7 separate regions of the Mus musculus genome follow, and all the other regions are linked to region 5. A link is a contact called in public Micro-C and promoter capture Hi-C data. All regions are on one chromosome and are shown on one strand. Each heading gives the region's core, a stretch centred on a gene start, on an enhancer-like site or on the middle of the called end of the contact. The rest is flanking DNA. Distances are from core to core; before and after follow the strand shown. Region 1 holds the start of Haus5 (HAUS augmin-like complex, subunit 5). Region 2 holds the start of Usf2 (upstream transcription factor 2). Region 3 holds the start of Uri1 (URI1, prefoldin-like chaperone). Region 4 holds the start of Tmem147 (transmembrane protein 147). Region 5 holds the start of Gpi1 (glucose-6-phosphate isomerase 1). Region 6 holds the start of Plekhf1 (pleckstrin homology domain containing, family F (with FYVE domain) member 1). Region 7 holds the start of 1600014C10Rik (RIKEN cDNA 1600014C10 gene).

What was found. Promoter capture Hi-C pulls out the DNA fragments that hold promoters and counts their contacts. Hi-C and Micro-C count contacts between places; a contact is called where the count stands out from the background.
Region 1: a contact with region 5 is called in a promoter capture Hi-C map of cranial neural crest. The contact joins the promoter of Haus5 here to the promoter of Gpi1 in region 5.
Region 2: a Micro-C map of embryonic stem cells shows a contact between it and region 5, with 4 times the contacts expected there. The contact joins the promoter of Usf2 here to the promoter of Gpi1 in region 5. A contact is called at or near these places in 3 of 39 promoter capture datasets (the C10 cell line, cranial neural crest and second pharyngeal arch cranial neural crest) and 1 of 484 Hi-C or Micro-C datasets (embryonic stem cells).
Region 3: a promoter capture Hi-C map of pre-B cells shows a contact between it and region 5. The contact joins the promoter of Uri1 here to the promoter of Gpi1 in region 5. A contact is called at or near these places in 4 of 39 promoter capture datasets (cranial neural crest, frontonasal cranial neural crest, pre-B cells and 1 more).
Region 4: a contact with region 5 is called in a promoter capture Hi-C map of pre-B cells. The contact joins the promoter of Tmem147 here to the promoter of Gpi1 in region 5. A contact is called at or near these places in 2 of 39 promoter capture datasets (cranial neural crest and pre-B cells).
Region 6: a contact with region 5 is called in a promoter capture Hi-C map of liver, with 2.5 times the contacts expected there. The contact joins the promoter of Plekhf1 here to the promoter of Gpi1 in region 5. A contact is called at or near these places in 5 of 39 promoter capture datasets (cranial neural crest, frontonasal cranial neural crest, liver and 2 more).
Region 7: a contact with region 5 is called in a promoter capture Hi-C map of second pharyngeal arch cranial neural crest. The contact joins the promoter of 1600014C10Rik here to the promoter of Gpi1 in region 5. A contact is called at or near these places in 6 of 39 promoter capture datasets (the HPC-7 cell line, cranial neural crest, frontonasal cranial neural crest and 3 more).

Annotation. Positions count from the first base shown.
Region 1 is chr7:30,663,713-30,666,412 of GRCm38.p6, forward strand. Haus5 (HAUS augmin-like complex, subunit 5) reads right to left here and starts at 1,282. Exons shown (of 19, transcript NM_027999.1): 1 at 1,119-1,282. The coding sequence starts at 1,216.
Region 2 is chr7:30,955,514-30,958,213 of GRCm38.p6, forward strand. Usf2 (upstream transcription factor 2) reads right to left here and starts at 1,290. Exons shown (of 10, transcript NM_011680.2): 1 at 1,183-1,290; 2 at 869-915; 3 at 636-754; 4 at 287-487. The coding sequence starts at 1,244. It overlaps Lsr (lipolysis stimulated lipoprotein receptor), which reads right to left. Exons shown (of 10, transcript NM_017405.2): 9 at 2,476-2,700; 10 at 2,257-2,388. The coding sequence ends at 2,353.
Region 3 is chr7:38,018,171-38,020,870 of GRCm38.p6, forward strand. It overlaps Uri1 (URI1, prefoldin-like chaperone), which reads right to left and starts at 1,382. Exons shown (of 11, transcript NM_011274.5): 1 at 940-1,382. The coding sequence starts at 1,050.
Region 4 is chr7:30,728,164-30,730,863 of GRCm38.p6, forward strand. Tmem147 (transmembrane protein 147) reads right to left here and starts at 1,371. Exons shown (of 7, transcript NM_027215.2): 1 at 1,181-1,371; 2 at 1,039-1,108; 3 at 494-553; 4 at 269-405; 5 at 42-126. The coding sequence starts at 1,257. It overlaps Gapdhs (glyceraldehyde-3-phosphate dehydrogenase, spermatogenic), which reads right to left. Exons shown (of 11, transcript NM_008085.2): 10 at 2,172-2,269; 11 at 1,616-1,796. The coding sequence ends at 1,724.
Region 5 is chr7:34,228,975-34,231,674 of GRCm38.p6, forward strand. Gpi1 (glucose-6-phosphate isomerase 1) reads right to left here and starts at 1,362. Exons shown (of 18, transcript NM_008155.4): 1 at 1,118-1,362; 2 at 309-399; 3 at 1-22. The coding sequence starts at 1,239. It overlaps Gm12762 (a long non-coding RNA gene), which reads right to left. Exons shown (of 2, transcript XR_881947.3): 2 at 2,208-2,700.
Region 6 is chr7:38,226,739-38,229,438 of GRCm38.p6, forward strand. It overlaps Plekhf1 (pleckstrin homology domain containing, family F (with FYVE domain) member 1), which reads right to left and starts at 1,256. Exons shown (of 2, transcript NM_024413.2): 1 at 1,203-1,256.
Region 7 is chr7:38,182,362-38,185,061 of GRCm38.p6, forward strand. 1600014C10Rik (RIKEN cDNA 1600014C10 gene) reads left to right here and starts at 1,426. Exons shown (of 4, transcript NM_028166.3): 1 at 1,426-1,538. It overlaps D530033B14Rik (RIKEN cDNA D530033B14 gene), which reads right to left and starts at 1,421. Exons shown (of 1, transcript NR_165180.1): 1 at 211-1,421.

The sequences.
Region 1 (2,700 bases), core at 32-2,531, 3.6 Mb before region 5:
ATAAAGAAATAATAGTTTTGTTTTGTTTTTTTGGTTTTTTGAGACAGGGTTTCTCTGTATAGCCCTGGCTGTCCTGGAACTCACTTTGTAGACCAGGCTGGCCTCGAACTCAGAAATCCGCCTGCCTCTGCCTCCCGAGTGCTGGGAAGAAATATAGTTTTTAGCTTAATATTTTGTTTTGTTTTGTTTTTGTCTTTTCAAGACAGGGTTTCTCTGTGTAGCCGAACTCAGAAATTCACCTGCCTCTGCCTATCAAGTGCTAGGATTAAAGGGGTGCGTCACCACGCCCGGCTTAGTTTTTAGCTTAATTAATGTATACCAAAGTTATTTGCAGAGCTTGCTTCCCCTATCTCTGTCTCCTGCTGCAAGCTGTCTGCAGCAGCCACTCTCTATCTTCAGCTGTCTCCTGCTGCTTAAAGAATCTTCCCTTTCTCCAGGCAGTGGTGGCGCATGTCTTTAATCCCAGCACTTGGGAGGCAGAAGCAGGTGGATTTCTGAGTTCTAGGCCAGCCTGATCTACAGAGTGAGTTCCAGGACAGCCAGGGATACACAGAGAAACCCTGTCTTGAGAAACTCAAAAAAAAAAAAAAAAAAAAAAAAAAAAAAGAAAGAAAGAAAGATTCTTCTCTTTCCCTGCCAGTGTAAACAAATTCAAGACCACCCGGCCCCTTCCCTATCTGCAGGGACAGACTAGTGGTCATAAAGACCACAGCTGCCAGAAATGACCATCCTTGAGAAAACCTCCCTAGCCCTCCTCAGCCTGAATTCTGAGGAAAACTACAAGCTGCTTTGACCTTGCTGATTGCTGACAAAGTTTTCTGCCAAATTAAAATTATACTGTTGCTTTATTAGCCAATAATAAAATAGCTGTGTGAGCCCTTTCACAAAAAGTATAAATTAGCTGTATTTAGACAATCGGGGTTGACTCTCCCTGCGAGGCTGAGCAACCTCATGTGCGTCGGATTAAAAACCTCTTGTTATTACAGCGTCTATGATCAAGCTGTGTTTCTGGGGGTCGCGTTCTCTACACCTGGGCCCCGGGGGTCTAACAGGGCGGTGATCTTACTCCTCGAGGCTAATTCCAGGATGGGGAGACCTTACTCCAGAAGCAGCCTCACCTACGCAGCGTCGACTCCCGGGGGCGAGCTGCTAGGGGCACCTCCATCTCTTCAGCAGCCCAGCGACTCAGTTCCCGCTCTTTCTGCGTTAGTTCCATGGCTGTCACAGAGCTCAGCTGCAGTCGCAGCTTCCCGCACTCTCTTTAAGTATGGCGCCCATCTATGACGTCAGGAGCGCGACGCTGAGATGTCACCGGTTGCCAAGCAGACAGCAGGTCCCGGCTGACGGGTCTCTCTGTACCGGGCCGCTACCCGTAGCGGCTCTTGGCGCTCTAGTGTATGTAGGTTAGTAAATGAAAATGAAAAGGATGGGGTGAAATTCAGACACCCGCTTATCCACCTTTGTTCTTTCACTCACTGTAAGAGGCAGAAGGTTCTAAAAGCTTCACTCTACCTGGGGAAAAAAAGGGGGCGGCGGGTGGGAACGTGCAAGAAATTTCCTTTTCCCAAACTCGGGCTTTTAGACAAAACCCATCATTCTCTCAGGGACTTAAGAAAATCGTTTTTACTTGCTAAAAGTGGTCATTCTCCTCGTCTTTGGCAGAAGGGACATAGAACTCTTCCATTAATCTATGCCTTTGGTGGCGTCTATTGGCATATCGAGGTCTATGCTAGCTTCTAGGTTCCTTCAGGCCCTTCTCACAACAACCTCTTACAGAGTCATCCTGCCTGCCTGGCATACCCCGCCCCTACACCGAATCTCTCTAGCCCCCGAGCTTTGCCCACTTCAGATTCTCATAACTCAGCCATTTTGGCCACTCCCCTCTTTATTCCCAAGCACCCTCGGGGTCCTCTTGGAACCCTCTCTCCAAGTCTTCTCTTCTTAGCTCGCCCCCGCCCCACTCCCCACCTCTCCTCTCGTGGCCCCATCTATTTTGCTGGTTATATTCAGTCTGAACTCTTCCAGATGCCTCTGGCTGTACTCTTCTTCATGTCTACAGTAAAATCCTTCTCACCCATACTTAGGAGCATTCTTGTCCTGTTGTGGGTTGCCCTGGCGCCATTTGTATTTTGATGTTTATTCTGCTTCATCAAGAGGAGCTGTCCTCTACAATGAGCAGAGCGCATACTCAGGTGATCTCACTGGGCCTTCTTCCCAGTCTCAGAGAGGGAGGAGAGAGACATGGCCTGGAGAAGCCGCAAGTAGCAAGAAGTCTCATAGTTGGCAACTAGATTAGTACAGTGATAGATCTGCCCAATCTAGGCATATAGCTTATAACTATAACTGAGTTGTGTGTTTTTTATACGGGCTTATTGGGGTGAGAAATTACCGCAACATTGTCCTGATTTTCATTCAATGAGAAACAAATGAGAGACAATGGACTTAATGCTCATTTTATTAATTTTTAATTTAGCTAACTTTTCTATATATTTTAAGATATGTTAGATCTTATTTTGTGAGTATATGTTTTTTTGCCTGCATGCAGTACGGTAATTCCCCAAATTAATCTGCAAGCTCCACCTGCTCAGGAACCAGATAACTTCCTGGAATGCAGGAATTTAATTTTTAAAAAAGATTTATTTATTATTATATGTAAGTACACTGTAGCTGTCTTCAGACACACCAGAAGAGGGCATCGGA
Region 2 (2,700 bases), core at 40-2,539, 3.3 Mb before region 5:
TTTACTATACGGTGAGGCAAGGGCGTAGCCTACTGTGTGTGCCATTCTGTACAGAATCTCGTCTCTGACACCATTCAACCATCATTAGCTCTACTCTTTCCTCTAAGAAGTTTTCCAGTTTTGCAATGAAAAGTAACTCCAAAAGACCCTATCCAACGCCTGTGCAAAACTCTGACCAGACCTTACACAGCCGGCCAGCCCAGAGAACATCATGTGTGTGTCACACACCCCACCCCCTGGGCCTTCCCCCTCCCCAGCCCCTCCCCATAAGTCGCGGGCCACCTACCAGCGGGAAGGGTGCTGCGGGACCTGTGGGTACAGAGGCAGCGGCAGGGCCGGGGCGCTGGGCTGCCCCGTCCACACCCACCTGGGTCACAGCCTGCTGCCCCCCCGCGAAGGCAGCGGTGGACACGACGCTGACGGCGCCGGCCGCGTCGCCCTGGCCGTCCAGCTGACCATCAGTCACCTGGACTACGCGGTATGTCACCTGCAGGGGGCGGCAGAGCGACGAGACCGACGCTGGGGCCCGAGTGGGGGACAGGTCGGAGCCTCTCCCTGTCCCGCCGCACGCGTCTGCCCTTCCTCAGCTCACCCCGGCGCTGGCCCTCCGGGCTCCCGGCCCACGGCCGCCTCACCTGGCCTCCATTACTCTCTGTACGGAACTGGTACTGGATATTGTGGTCGCCGAACGCCGCCTGCTGGACACTGGCGATGGCCACCGCCGTCTGCTCCTCAGCCCCCGGGCCGTCCCCGCCTGTGGGGGCAGCAGGGCAGGGGGCACGCTCAGCGGGCGCGCGGGGCCTCCCGGCGTCCCCGGCCTGCAACCCCGGCGCGGGCCGCAGCCCCCGTGGCCCCCGCAAACACTCACCTTCCTGCAGCTCAACGCCCTCCTCGGCCTCGGGTCCCTTGTCGTGGCTGCGGGGGCACACCAGGGGCAGGGCCCGGGGTCAGCGAGGCCCGCACCCCTCGCCGGGGCGCAGCGGCCCGCCGCCCGCCCTCCAGGCCCGGCCCCCGCTAGGGTCAGCACCGCTGCCGAGCCCCGGCCGCCCGGATCCCCTCCCCGCGGCCTCCATTTTGAGCCGGGCCCAGAGGCCGCTCGGGATCATGGCGGCCCCTGCGCGCGGGGCTCGAGGGGCCGGGGCCCAGGGCGCGCGGAGGGGCGCGAGCTGTCGGCGCGCTTACCTGGCGGCGGCAGCAGCGGTGGCCGAGGAAGCGGGATCCAGACCCGGGTCCAGCATGTCCATGGGGGGGGCGGGGGGGAGGGGAGGGGAGGGAGGGGAGGGGGCGGGCGGCCGGGGGGGCCCGAGCCCGGCGCTCACGCCGCGCGGCAGGAGGGGACGGAGGAGACACGGGAGCCGCTTGCGCTGATCACGGGGACAAACAGTGGGGTCATGTGAGGAGGAGATGCCGCCGCCGCCGCCGCCGCCGCCGCCGCTACTCCTGCAGCTGCCGCCTCCTCCTGCCGCCTCCGCCCGCCGCCGGCTCCGGGCGGTGCGAGGCTCCGGGCCACAGCTCAGCTGCCCCCCGCCCGCCGGCCCGCCGCACGCGGCCTGGGGCCTGCTTCCCTGAGCGCTCGCCGCCGCCGCCGCCGCGACTTGAGCTTTTTTTTTTTTTTTTTTTTTCAACAGGGCCCTGCCCGGATGGCGGCCGCCCTGTTGCCCAGATCGCCAGCTCCCGCGCCCGCCGCCCGGCCTAGCCCGGTCCGGCGGCGGCGGATTGTGGCTGCAGCTGCCGCCGCTTTCTATCACCCCCCCCCCTTCTCTTTTTCCTTTTTTTTTTTTTTTTCCTCCTTTACTGGAGCTGCGCGCGCGCGGTGGCGGCGACGGCGCGATCCCGGGGCGGGCGGGCGCGCGCGCGCGCGCGGGAGAGGGCAGGCCCTAGGGAACGCGCGCGCTGTCTGTCTTTGGTGACGGCCGGGCGCGTACACACACATAGGCCCGGGGACTCTACACGGGACCACCACCGGTTGGAACGCAGGCCCGGCTGGAAGGCCGGCAACACGGATGCGGGGCTCAGATCGCCGGGGCACAGGGTTTGAAGACTGTAAAAGTAGGTCGTATAGGAGCCCGGAGGTTGGGGAGCCGGGTTGCGCGCTCGCGCGCTCCCGAAGGCGCATGCGCACGTCGGGGCGGGGCAGGGCGGAGGCGGCAAGGGGCACGTACTCTAGGCGGCTGGCTATGAAGAAGGCTAAAGGCCTGTCTGGCCGCTTCTTTTGCTGGTCCCCCTCCTCTCAACTCGTGCAGCAAAACAAGAGGCTTAGATCTTGTGATCAGGAATTTTATTAGGCTTGGTGAAGAGTTTCATCAATATTCCAATTAAAAAAGTATAAAAGCTACATAACAAAACGTGGGATCAGACGACTAAACTTTCCCGACTCAGGGCCAAATTCTGCAAAGGAGAAAAGAAAAAGTGTTAATTGTACGGGCTGGAGGAAGAGGCGTCCTGAAGATCTGAAGTCAAAGGGTCTAGGCTCACCTTTTTCATCCTCCGCTCCCTCGAGGCCTGCGAGTCAGTCTCAGAGTAAGGCGGAGGTGCTGGGGGATAGTGGCCCTCCTCTTCTTCTTCTTCTTCCTCCCTGTAAACGCGTCTTCTCTCCCCAGCCCCTTTTTTCTTTAAAGCCTCTTCTAAGAGTCGCCCATCATACTGAGGGTCCCGTGACCTGAAGCCAGCATCCCGAGGATCGTGGGATCGCTGACGGGA
Region 3 (2,700 bases), core at 132-2,631, 3.8 Mb after region 5:
TTACACGCAAAAATATTTAAATATAGAAAAATAGAGCTTCTCAAATGTTTATGCAACTTCCTAAACCTTTATTAATACCTCACTCTGGCAACAGGACATGTGACGTTTAAGCAAATTAAATGTCGCTTTTCAAAGAATTTCAAGGCACGTCAGGAGAATCAACTTGAAAACCTACAGAATCCACAGGACAATTTCACATTTAACAATCGAGCTGTAGTTCTTAACTACATAACATTTCCTTATAAAAAAAAATATATAATAATTCCCATTCGGAGATTCTAAGCATTCTCCTCTCCTCTGGTAGATCAAAAAAAAAAAAAAAAAGTGGGGAAAGCCTTGTTTAATAAAGGCTTGAAGTTAAAATTTAACAAAGGCCTTCTCTCTTGTCGACTACTAAACCTAAGAGCTGGATTGCACAGGAAGTGCATCATCACCAACGTAGTCAAACTTGGACGCTCAATCAAATAAGGATATCTCGTGTGTGTGTGTGTGTGTGTGTGTGTGTGTGTGTGTGTGTGTGTGCGCACGCGCGCATTGTACCAACGTTTAGATAATAAATAGCTAAGGGGTAAAAAGAGTGACCACTTCTGTTCACAGTGTAATCCCCGAACCAAAAAGGAAAAAAAAAAAAACACGTATTTTTATTTAGTCCCAACAATTGCTCTCTCAGTTCAGGGTCAACCGATTATCCTATCCCCTGCATCCTCTGTATTCCCCACATCCCCGCATCCCTTCCGGGGAAGGTCAAAGGGCCACCGACAAAAGACAACAAATGCACGTGACAAAAGTTTCTCCCGTGGTCCCCGCGGCCCGAGGCTGCGCAGCTCGCGCGTGGGGATCTCGGTTTCACGCAGAGGGCTGGCCGCATTAGAGGTTGCTCAGAGTGTCGCGGCCACATGCGGAAGCCGGCCAGGGCCGGAACCAAGCGCGGCCTGTTACCTTTTCCTGCTCCTCGCGAAGCCGCGCCACCTCTGGTGCGCGCAGCGGAGCGGCGGCTGAGGCCTCTGCAAGGGGCTGGGGCTCGGGCTCGGGTTCGGACGGGGGCTCCATGCCCGGCGCCGCAGCCTCAGCGAGGCGAACAAGTCCTAAACAAGTGTTTATGGAGACGGCGTGGCCGGCGGATGCCCAGCGCCCGCGCGCTCGCCCTCATGCACTGCACGCCTCTCTCTGAAGAGGCCGCGCTCACTTTCGCCGCTGCCCCGGGGGCCGCCGCTCGCGTCCGGGCTACCCGCGGCCGCATCTCACACGCGCATACCGCCGCCGCCGCCGCCGCCGCCGCCTCGGAGCAGCAGGCCCTACACCAGGCGCGCCACGCTCTTCTCCCGCAACCGGGCCCAGCTTAGCGTCCCGCGACTGCCGCGCCTCCGCGCACGCCCCGCCCCTCGCCCCGCCCGCGCAGCACGCCGGGAAGCTCTCAAGCTCCGCCCTAGGGGGCGGGGCTATGGCGGGGACAGGGCCTCCGGGTGGGGTGGAGGCTGAGCCGCTCAGGACCCCTGCACAGGATGAGAGGCGGCGGGATAGTGGGTCCCAATTCGCTTGGCGCTGCCTGTGGTGGTAGGAACTTAATATGAGCACTGAGACTGTTTCATAAGCTCATTTAATTTTATCAAATTCAGCTGTTTCCCATGCCTTTTAATGAACTAATGTGGTTTAATGAGCTAAAATGCACAATATACAACTATATTTTTGCGTATGTATTAATTACTGTACACATTACAATTTTCCTTACATATATTAAGCTGCAGTATTAATATTACTATGTTACTACGTATGCACTGTGTAGCACATTTTTCAACAACAGCTGCTGCCCTATCCCATGTATTTTATAATTCTGGTGTTTTGTTTAACAGTGGGGACCAAATGCATGGCTTTGGACTTGCTAGACAAGCACTCTACCAACTGAGCTAAATCCCCATCCCTGTTCCACTCAGTATTTTAAAAATTGGAAGCTGGAGCAGGGAGCACACCTTTAATCCCCAACAGTTTGAAGGCAGAGGCAGGAGGGTATCTGTGAGTTTGAAGCCAGCCTGGTCCACATAGCAAGTTCCAGGCCAGCCTGAGCTGAATAAATCTCTTGGACTCACTTCCTCCCCCTAGCCCTTTGTGCAGCCTCTGTTTGTGGCAGTCCTCTAGTCTACCTTGTGGCCTTGTCCTAACTCTATCCCAAGCCCGGACAATAGGCATAGATCCTATTACCTCAGTATTGTGTGTATAGGAACAGGCTGGCAGGCACCTGCAGAATTCTGGCCCTCTGTGGGTCTGTTTGCCCCTATCTTCCACTTCTGTTCCAGCTCCCAAGTCCACATCCATCCTTTGATCACTTGCATCAAGAAAGAAAAAGCAGGGACGATTGGGGAAGATGGTAAATATGAATTTCTCTCCCTGCAGATGCAGCAACCTCTGAAACACAGTCAAACTCTGAGCACTCATCTTGCCTCCCGCCAATAGCAGCATCCCTGACTCCTAGGGCACCGCAGAAGCTACTTCTCTAGTGCTGGGCTTTGAATATGAACTGACCCCATGTGTTTCAATACTTGGTCCCTAACAGGTAGTACTAATTTGGAAGGATACTTAAAAATTAGGATGTACCAGGCAGTGGTGGCTCACACCTTTAATCCCAGAATCTGGAAGGCAGAGGCAGGCAGATCTCTGAGTTTGAGGCCAGCCTGGTCTACAGAGTGAGTTCCAGGACATCCAAGG
Region 4 (2,700 bases), core at 121-2,620, 3.5 Mb before region 5:
TGGCTAACAACATAAAGGTAGGCTAGGGCTAGACTGCATACCAGACTGATGTTGGAGTCAATGCTCATCTGGATATATTTCCAGTCAAATTCAATGCCTCGGGCTCCCACCCAGAGGGGGATGCATCTGAGGAAGGCAAAAGGAGGCAGTCTCTAGTACCCAGACTCCCCCACCCCCAGCACCCAGCCTCTGATCACCTCCCCTCAGCACCCCTGTGGGACCCAGCTGTCCATTCCCGGAAGTCTGGGCTCCAGTTTGCTCCACACACCGGGACATAATGAGTTCAGCAGTGGCCCAGCCCAGGGCAGCAACCATAATCTTGTACTCCCCCTTGCCTGCATTCCGAGACATGACAAGGTTTAGGCCTATCAGGTCTGCCACATCCACACTGGCCTTCATGAATTCCTGTGGGTCAGGTAGAGGCTCGAGTAAACACGGGGACCAGGTGAACCGACTCCTGCACTCTTCCTTGCCCTTCCCTTGTTCAACTTACCCCAATGAAGTCATAGATGCCACCTTCCCAGGTGGGGAAGAAAGTGGCCAAGAACAACATCTGAGATCAGAAAGTAGAAAGGTCACTGGAAGGTGAGGGAGATTAAAAACCGAAACAAACAAACAAAAAACTATGTGGATACTGTGGAAAGTAAGTGTGCAAGTAGAGGATATGACGCTGGGTTCTAGGGGTCATTCTAGGTGTAAGTGGCAAGATCACGTGATCTTGGGAGATAGAGGGCAAGTGGCCTGGTTTCTAAAAGTCTAGAAGTTCACGGGGGAATCTGATGTCTAAAAATGCCTAGGCAGCACCCTGCGACACCCTGTGGGTGAAATATCGCACTAAGAGGTTTTCTCATTTTACAACAGTTGTAAGAAAAAGTTGCATCAGGGCCTTTCTGGCCTTGCATCCCTTCTAAGGTATTCGGGCATAGTCCCTAAGCGTTGTCTCGAGGGTGGTCCTATGGAAGGTGACAGCTGCAGAGTCAGGCCCCTGAGATCTGGAATGCCTGGAGGCCAGACACGTGGAGTCCGGGAGTCCCTCACCTTGCATAGCTGCACAAAGAGGTAGGTGACCCCGGCCTGGACGCATTTCCAGAAGGCGTTGTATTCAGACCTGAAGAAGCCGGCGGTGAGGGGTCGGCCCGGGTCCCGCACCCTCTCCACCCCGCGCCCGCCCTGCACTCACAGGCCGCTGCATTTGTACGTGATGAAATAGGGAAAGTAGGCGAGGGCGAAGCAGTTCCCGAAGTGGAACAGGGTCATGACGCCAGCCGCCCGGTCCCGCAAATGCGGGACTCGCCAGGCGCAGCGTCTCCTCTAGTCGGCCTCGCCGGCACCGGGGCCTGGCGCCCACCTGCTTTGCCGTGGCCCGCGCGCGGCCTTATGGGAACTGTAGTCCGGCCTGGTACGTCGCGTGCAGTGACGTCAGAGCGCCCAGCTCCGGCTGTGTTGCAGGGACTTCCAGAGCCTTGCTTACACCGTTGAAGACCTTGTGTTCAGACAGCGCTTTCCCTCTCCCACTCGGCTCGGAGCCAAGCGCCACCTCTTCTCGCTCATCCGAGAACTTTGAACCCCGCCCTGAACGCAAGGTGATCGGCGCAGAGACAAGAGGGCAAAGCTGTGCGCATTCTCGTTTTTATTTCATTGTTGACCCGGTGGCGGCGCCTTTGAGTGGAAGCCGAAGTCAGGAACGCGAGGTGCGCAGGGGAGCAAGGAGGGGCCTTTTGTGTTACTTCTCTCGGCTAAACATGTAGCGGAGGAGGTCGACCACTCGGTTACTGTAGCCATATTCGTTGTCGTACCTGAGGAGGCGAGGAAGGAGGCGTCAGTGTGTGTGTGTGTGTGTGTATACGTGTACGCACTCGCGCGCTCGCCCTCTTGTCAGCCTCCCCCACTATCCTCTGGCATCTATCCCCTTTACCAGGCGTGTGTGTGTGTGTGTGTGTGTGTGTGTGTGTGTGTGTGTGTGTGTGTGTGTGTGTACGTGTACGCACTCGCGCGCTCGCCCTCTTGTCAGCCTCCCCCACTATCCTCTGGCATCTTTCCCCTTTACCAGGCGTGTGTGTGTGTGTGTGTGTGTGTGTGTGTGTGTGTGTGTGTGTGTGTACGTGTACGCACTCGCGCGCTCGCCCTCTTGTCAGCCTCCCCCACTATCCTCTGGCATCTTTCCCCTTTACCAGGCAACAAGCTTCACGAAGTTGTCATTGAGGGCAATTCCAGCCTTAGCATCAAAGATGGAAGAATGGGGATTGCCGTTAAAGTCCGTGGAGACCACCTGCGTGACAATTTCAAAGATAAATGTAGTCGAGCAAAGATCTCCAGGAACCCAGACTCTCAAACCACATTGTCAGTCACTCATCTGGTATACTGGACAGAGACCTTTTGTGTTGGTGACAGAATGTGATCAAGGCAGGTGGAACCTTTGTCTCAGGGACACAGCAGGGGAGCTCAGTGGATAAAAGTGCTTGTCACATAAGCGTGAGCTTTCTGTGTTTGGATCCGCAGAATCCATATAGAGGCTGGGCGGTTGATGGACACTTATAGGCCCAGCAGTCCAGCTCCAGACTGAGGCTCCTTGGAACAAGATGACTAGCTAGATTAGTTAGTTGTCAAGCTACCTTACATCTTGCCTCGGTAACAAGTGGAGTGCAATGGAGGAAGACATGTTTATCACCTGTACCTGGTGTACCGGTACATGTGCCCCGT
Region 5 (2,700 bases), core at 112-2,611:
CCTCCACGCCTCTGGACTTGGCCTAGGGAGAGAAGCCACTGCTGAGGTCTTGTATCCCATCCCCCATCCTCATCACCTATCACAAGTCCAGCCCCCCTCCCCCCCCACTCCCCCCCCCCCTTGAGGCTGACAGATGTTCTTCATAGACAGATTCCTTTTCCAGCATCTTCAAAGAGTCTGCTCAATCAGCAGGGGGCCTGGAGATCCCTGGGATACCAACTCCACACCGGGACCTAGAACCCAAAACAAAGCGCAGCCCCCACCCACAACCCAACCCAGAGATCACAACTCCCCAGTCAGAACATTACCAGCTCCACCAGCATCTGCATCACCTCCTTGTTCACAAGGTTCTTGGAGTAGTCCACCAGAATATGCCCATGGTTGGTGTTGAGGTTCAAGCTGCAGAAAGATGGAGACGCTGCTGGTCACACCCCAGCGGCAGTGCCTGGCCACAAAGGCTGACCTGTAGCAGTGTTAAGTAGTGTAGGAAGCCACGCCACAGAAAGAAGATGTAGACAGATCCTGGGCAGAACTTCCCCCTTCAAGCTCCACATCTCAAACTTACAAGGAAACACCCAGGGAGAGGTATCAGGGACGTCCAGTGAGGAACCACAGGTGGTCATCCCAGGTCCCTCGCCTCCTGGCATCAGTGACAAGGCACGAAGATGCATCACATGTACGATTTCTTCCACCCTCCCTTCTATTTCGCAGTCGCTCACAAGTCTCTCTGGCCTCTGCATCCTGCCTCCGCCGCTCTATTTTTACACCGTGGCTCCCAGGAAATCTCAGCCTTACCCACCCTGTCTGACCAAAGCCCACTAGGAGCAGGTGGGAGGGGACAGCTCTCTCGTGCCTGTCGAGCCAGCAGCGGCTGCTCCTCCTCATGGGTGGTTAGAAATCCCTACTCAAATGGCTGAGACTGAGAGGCGGGGGCGAAGGGATCCCCAAGGAGGAGCCGATTCCTCCTAATGACTAAGCAGCCTCGGCCCTCTGGCTAGCACGCGGGTCCCAAAACCCACTCCAAGGAGGCATCAAGGACAAAGTGCGGCCCCGGCCTGGGCCCTGCAGGGCTGCTGGGGGGGGGGGGGTCACGGGAGCCCCGACCCCGTGCGTGCACCTGAAGTTGTTGAAGCGCTCCGGATCCGCCTCAAAAAGTTCGCGCAGCTTGAGGTTGGCAGAGTTCGCGCGGTGCCACTCCAGGAGCTTCTGGAACTGCGGGTTCCGGGTGAGCGCAGCCATGGCGAGGGACCCGAGAGGTACACGGAGCAGGACGTGCTCGGAAGAGGAAGGAAAGAGGAGCGGCGGCGCGCGGCAAGTCGGTACCAGTGCGCGCAGCGGGCTTTATGGCGCAGGCGTCCGACCCCGCCCCGCCTCCGGCCCCGCCCCACCTCTGTCCTCCGCGTCCGCTAGGCGACCTTGCCGGCAGCTGTAGATCTGGGGGCCTCTGCTGGCCTCTCTGTAACACAAGTGTGGCCACTTGCGATGAACCTTGGCTGGCTTCTGTTCGGAAGTGACTTGAAGGGCAGAGGCGGAGTTTCTCGTGCCAGATCCGCTTGCTTCTTTCATTCATTCATGTATTCAATTCAGCAGAACTTTTTTTTTTTAAAGAATTTATTTACTATATGTAAGTACACTCTAGCTGTCTTCAGACACTCCAGAAGAAGGAGTCGGATCTCCTTACGGATGTGTTTGCTGGGATTTGAACTCAGGACCTTCGGAAGAGTAGTTGAGTGCTCTTACCGGCTGAGCCCAATTTAGCAGAACTTTATGGAATGCCTTCCTGGTTAGAGGTACTAAAGCAAGTGTTGTGGGTACGTAAGCCAAATAAGTAAATAGAATTTATGGGATTTCAGAGCTGGCAAGTGCTCCTGAGAAGAGGCAAACTGGATGAAGCCCCAGAGATGAAACTGTGGTTAAGAACACATAGTTCCCTTGCAGAGGACCTGAATTGGGTTCCCAGTACTCATAACTGCCTGTAACTCCCGCTGCAACCAATGGGAATACCAATGGCACTTGCATCCTTATGCTCATACCCACCCCACACATAATTAATGCTAAAATTATATACCCACCCCACACACATAATAAAAATTGTATGTCCACTCCCACACATAATTAATAAAATATCCACCACACAATAAAAATGAAATTATATGTATATATATTTAAAGGCAGGTTGGAAATAAGCATTTCCTTTAACTAAATGGTTAAGAAAAAAAAATTCACTCTTTATTATATTTGAGTAAAAGCATGAAGGGGAAGAAATGAGCCAGTTGGCTACCTGGAAGGAAAGTGTTCAGTCAAAGGGAAAAGACACTGCAAAGTCTGAGACAAGAGCACCCATAGATGTCCCACAAACAGCACCCATAGATGTCCCACAAACAGAAGACACATGTGGCTGGAGTGGAGCAGATTAGGGGAAGAAGTCATAGAGGTGACATTAGAGAAGGGAATTCACCCAGTGGCTTACAAATCATTGTGAGAATTTTGATTTCTGTTTAGAGATGAGGAGCCACTGAACAAGTCCACATGGAGCAGGGACTTTATCTGACACACTGCCTAATGGATCAGTTAGCTCAGTGAGCTAAAGCAGGTCCTGAGGGAGGGAGCTTCAGTCAAGCAGGAGGAGACGGACATAGAGGATGGAATGAGTGAGGGATCCATAATCGCCTAGAGAGAAAGGGCAAGATATGCACTTTA
Region 6 (2,700 bases), core at 6-2,505, 4.0 Mb after region 5:
CACAGTCACCACCCAAGAACCTCAGGAGTGGGCCCAGCTTCCAGATAAACTCTGAGCCAAGGTAGAAAAACTTTGGCCCAGAGGGCATTCCTATAATCTAGCATCTGGTAAGATTAGATAGGAAGGTAGAGAGTTGTAGGTCAATCTGGACTATACAAGGAGACCTTATCTCAAAAAAAGCAAAATCTTTTGGGTAACCTGGTGTTTGTGGCCATGTCCTATCCCGGGAATTCACATGATGAAAAGGAGACAATAACTTCTGAAACTTTTGGCCCTAGTAAACAAAACAACACGCCCCCACCCCCCCAAAAAACAAACAAACAAACAAACAAACAAACAACAACAACAAAAAAAACATGCCCTGGGTCAGAAGTTCTTAAAATCCAGAGTGTGTAGTCTTTCCTACTGCCTGACTTTGGTGTCTTTCACCGCATAACACACAGGGTAGTCAGTCCCATCCCGCAGGCCACAATGCCAAACCCCTCCTTCCTTGGCGGGACAGGGTTGGCCAGGTCCCAGTGCTCAGACAACTAACTGGCCTAGCCACTCTGAGCAGCTCTGAGGGCTGACGTGGGCAGGACGCACAGCAAATGAAGCACTTCAGCTTACAAAAACCGCAGGGGTCTTGACTCTAGCACTGATCGCCCCTCCTCTGCAGCCTCTGACCGGGTAGAATCTGATACCGGTTTTGTTCACATTCTAAGGACTGCGCCCTCTCCGGGGAGTGCACACATTCCACTGAGACTTGGAACTGCCGGTTTCCCTCCTGCTAAGGCCTGGGGACACCTCTTTATTGTACTTCAGTTACTCCCTAGGAGAATCCAGGCCCGGTCCCACACCAATAACTTCCTATATGAAGAGTCGCGAACTCAAACTCTTCAGGGTCCCAAATCCGAGGCTATTGAGAACCGTCCCTCCCAACCCAAGACGTCTCTGGCCAAGACGAGGTTCCCGGAACATCACGGGATAAGGAGAGGGTAGAGACTCTGCGGAGAACCCTTCTCCAACTCGCGCACAGTCCTGGGACTCAGTGGCCCTAGAGTCCCAGCTGTCAACCCCTTCCCAAGTCAGAAAACAGCGAGCAGCCTCTGCTCCAGTGGAGCCCCAGATGCGGGTTCCTGAGGCCACCTCTACCCACAGCTGCAGACCTGGCAGGGTGGAGGGCGGAAGGGGAGCGCTCTCCCCCTCCGTAGCCTGCTTACCTCCCGTAGGAACCTCCGCGTCCGCACAGCCAGTCCCGAACTGGCGCCCGCCAATCCCTGCGCCGCCCACGCCTCCGGGTTCCAATTCTCTGGTCACGCCCCTTCGAGGGACTCTGGACCAATCGAAGCCCTGGCACGCAGGCGGGGGCGGAGCCGGCCCGAGTTCTCCAGAAATGTGCGCGGGCGTAATTAAACCGCTGGACCGTAAACGGGTCAGCAGCGGTTGTGCGTGGGGACGATGGGCTGATTCCTGGTTGGAGTCCGGTTCCCAGCTTTGCTGGTCGCCACACTCAAGACTGAGTCGGCGCTGGTCAGAGGAACAGCCTGTGAGGGAAGCAGGCATGACGGAGTGGTGGGCCCTCAGGTGCCCCTGTTACTATGATGTTACTCTTTTCAGCCACAGAGACACACGTTTTCTTAACGATCAACAGAACTTTATAATTTTTTTCCTAGAGGAAAATGTCAAAAGTACACGGGAGGAAATTAGTTTAGTGGACCCCAGGCATTCATCGTGTAGATCCAAGACGAACAGGTACCCCGCCCTGGCTACTGGTGTCACTTAGAACTCAATTCCAAGGCTGCTTTCCCATCTCACCTGCCCCCACGCAATTCTCATCCACTGTCTTCTGGTTCCTTAAAAACCACTCCCACCCTTCGCCCTCTCCCTCCTTTGTCATTTCAGTGTCACCTCCTCAGAGAGGTCTCCTTGGCCACAAAGCAGCAGTTCTCAACTCCATCCATTTTTTATTGTCTTGTTACCCCTGGCTGACCAGAAATTCTATATGTAGACTAGGCTATCCCTGAACTCATAGAAGCCTTGCCTCTGTCTCTAGACTGCTGGGCTAATATTAGTCTATAGTGTCAGTTTGTGTTGCTAAACTGGTTACATTGAAGAGGGACTAGCTCTGGTTAGCCTGGTACCCGCTGGGCCAAGACCAAACTGGGTTTGGAAGGGGATGGTGTGGCCCTCTGGTGATGGTGTTAGGGGCAGACCCTTCCCTAAACTGTCCCTTAATCCCTACCATCCCCCACATCCTTACCCCACCAGCGCTTATTGATATTTCTTTTAGGTTTGAAGTTTGTTTAATCATTTACAAAATGCACTGCTGTGAATATTTCAGATGGGGAGAAGACACATAAAAATAGAGACTTTTAGCCCCCCCTCCAGTAAACTCACAATCTCAAGTTCTAGAGAAGTACTCCACCAGTGAGATATTATATCTCCAGCCCTGACTTTAGCTCATCTTTAATCATAAGATTTAGGGATCTGGGTGTCATATGCCTGTGATCTCAGCACGCAGGAGGCTGAGGCAGGAGGATGGAGTTTGAGGGCAGCCTGAGCTACATAATGAGACCTTGTCTCAGTCAGTCAATCAAGGATTTGGCAATATTGGTTTATTTATGCAGAGGTCTGGTCGTTTGCTTATATTGTAATGCTAAATTACAATATAATAACAAGGCCAGGTTGCTTCCAGGGAGCCTTGCACATACTCTATAA
Region 7 (2,700 bases), core at 176-2,675, 4.0 Mb after region 5:
TTGTTTGTTTCTGTCTCCCAAGTGCTTCGATTAAAGGTGTACACCCCTGCACCTGGTAGCTAGCCTCAAATTGTTGAGCTTTCTGCCTCAGAAGGAGCTCTATCTGAGTAACAGGATTGTGGATGTACACACACCTACTGTGCACCTCTTTCACAGACGGCCTCAGCCGCTACTGGCTGTCTAGGAACACTTCTAGGTGTCAGGGTGATAATTTTAGGGCTTTATTCATCGTCGGTGTGGATGTCTTATAGCCTAGTCTCTATTCTCCACTGAACTTTCCTGTTCCCATCATTGCTACATACTTCTGATATTTAGGCAAAGGAGAAAACAAGCGAGTCCGGTTCTCGACCTTGCCACCAGAGGGCGCTGCCCGCGGGGGACATTGAAGCGCCTCACCTCATAGCTCCACAGAGAGCAAGGAGCTAATCTATTCTTAGCCTCAGTTAACTTTGGCTCTTGAAAGTCACCCAAACTCGGGCAAAAGCTCCTACTCGAAAACGCACAGACTTTTCCACTCCAGCCAGGAGAATCTTGATGTTAAAAGGGGTTCGAGGCCTTCTAAGAAGACAGAAAAGAAGAAATAATATGGCCCTGCACAGATCATCTGTATGCCCGCAGCAGCTCTCCACCCCCACCTGGCAGATCGCGCTAGGGGCCACTTGGACCTAGACTGGAGTTCGCTCGCCACACTCTCTATTTGGGTGGCATTGGCTAGCCCAGTCCCTCTGTATCTAGTTTGTCACTGACAACCGTGCGTACTCAAGACTTTGCTCAGGGTTAAAGTTCAGTATTGGGAGAGATACCAGATTTGGCATATTTTCAGGCCAGCCCTAGAGTCCTTGGGACCAGGGGGCGGGGACTGCTCCCTAGGCCTCTCTGGATTTTTCTGTTACTCTGCTCTCTTTCTGAGTGGCTCCCTTTGCCCTGCAAGTGGAGTGGGCTCTGTTCTGGTCTTAGGAGGTCTGAAAGCTATACCAGCCCCTGCGCGTCCCACGCAGGCCCCAGCGTTAATTAACCAGCAGTCGCTCCTGACAGCCAAGCCCCTCTATCATCTCCCAGGTCCAGGACCCTGTGGGAGAAAGGGTCCGGCAAGTCACAGACCCAGCCAGCGCAAAGGGCGATCGAGGAGAACCTTCCAGGAACCGTCCCAGATCCTAAACGTGAGGTTGGGCACTGAGTGGGGTGGCCAGGCGGAGAGGAAGTGGGGGCAGCGGGTCCTCGCGACACAGAGTCCCCTCCCAGATGCTCCCCATTTCCGCAGGCACAGAGCTTCCTAGCCTGGGTCTTGGTGTCAGTCAATCAGACGCTGGGGCGCGGAAGGGACGCCTCGCCCCGCCATCAAGATCTTTCCCCAGGCCTGTCCCATCTTGAGGACCCAGACTCATGGGGACCCAGAGCTCGGCGACCCGGAAGGCCGGCGGAGCCGGAAGGTGGGAGGGCGGAGCCAGGGTGGCGGTGGCCTGTGAACGCCTCTCTGGAGCTGGCAGAGCAGAGCCGGCCTCAGTGCCTTGGCGGTCCCAGACTCCAGCTCGGTAAAGGTGCGCGCGGGGAAGCCGGGGTCTGCGAAGCCGGTCGGGGACCCTACGGTGTCAGGCCCAGTGCTAGAGCTGTTCATCTCAATGCAAAGGACCTGAGACACTGAAGGCCTAAGCTGCAGCGCCGAGGTTGGAGTAGTCAGCAGCTCCGTGCGCTTCCAGCCGCAACCTGGATGCTTGGGAGTGCGCGTGCGCGGTGCGGTGTCTTCCCACAGTTTATGCCTTCTGCCTAGCGGACTGCTGTGCTTGGCCCAGAGAGGGAGGAAATCTGGGCTCTAGCTTAGGGATGGCCAGGAATGAATGTCAGGGGATCAAAGGGCCAGATTAATTGGAGCTGTTGTTGAAAAACGTTCTTCTATGACTAAGTAGATAAGGTGCATGCATGGCCGGGTGCAGAGGGCACGGTGCTGCTGAGTGATGGGTGTCAGTTAACTCTGCGAGCTATGTAGCGAACCTACCACTGACCACTTCTGATCTTTCAAGAGAAATTAGGAAGATCTAAGATATATGTAAGATTGTATTATTGCTGTTAGTTTGAGACTGGGTCTCACTATGTAACCTTCACTGGTCTTGATCTGGGAGTCCTACCATAGCCTCCCCCATGCTGGGGTTATGGGAGGGAGCCAGCACACCCTCGATATCTTCTTATTTTTAAATACCAACAATCAAGTAAGTAAACAACTTAGTAGGCTGGAAGAACAGGGTGATGAACTTCACAGAGGACAGAGTACAACTGGGGAATTCCAGACAGGGGAGCAAATATTGCTATTTGGCCAAAGACCTGTTTTCCACTCAGTTTCTGTTTGTTTCTCCCTGCAGCCTCCCCTTACCCACCCCCTACCCCTGACACATTTCCTCCCTCTACTCTGGGGATTTGAATCCCAGCTTCGTCTAAGATTGCTATAAAGAACATGGAGCCCCCTGTTACTCTGAGGCCTCCTCCTCTGTTCCTCACAACTTGATTGGACTCAGGTCAGGCTGCTGTCCAAAGGTTTGAGTTTTTCACCTCCTCTGTGTATGGGAGCCCTGCTGTCATCTTCCCTCCAGTCTGGGTGACTATAGGACATCAGGGCTCCCAGTTAGCTTTTGTCTTCCCTATGGCTGGCAGATGGACTTCCGGTGAACAGGACCTGTTTTGAGGACAGCATTATTGAAGTCGTTCTGC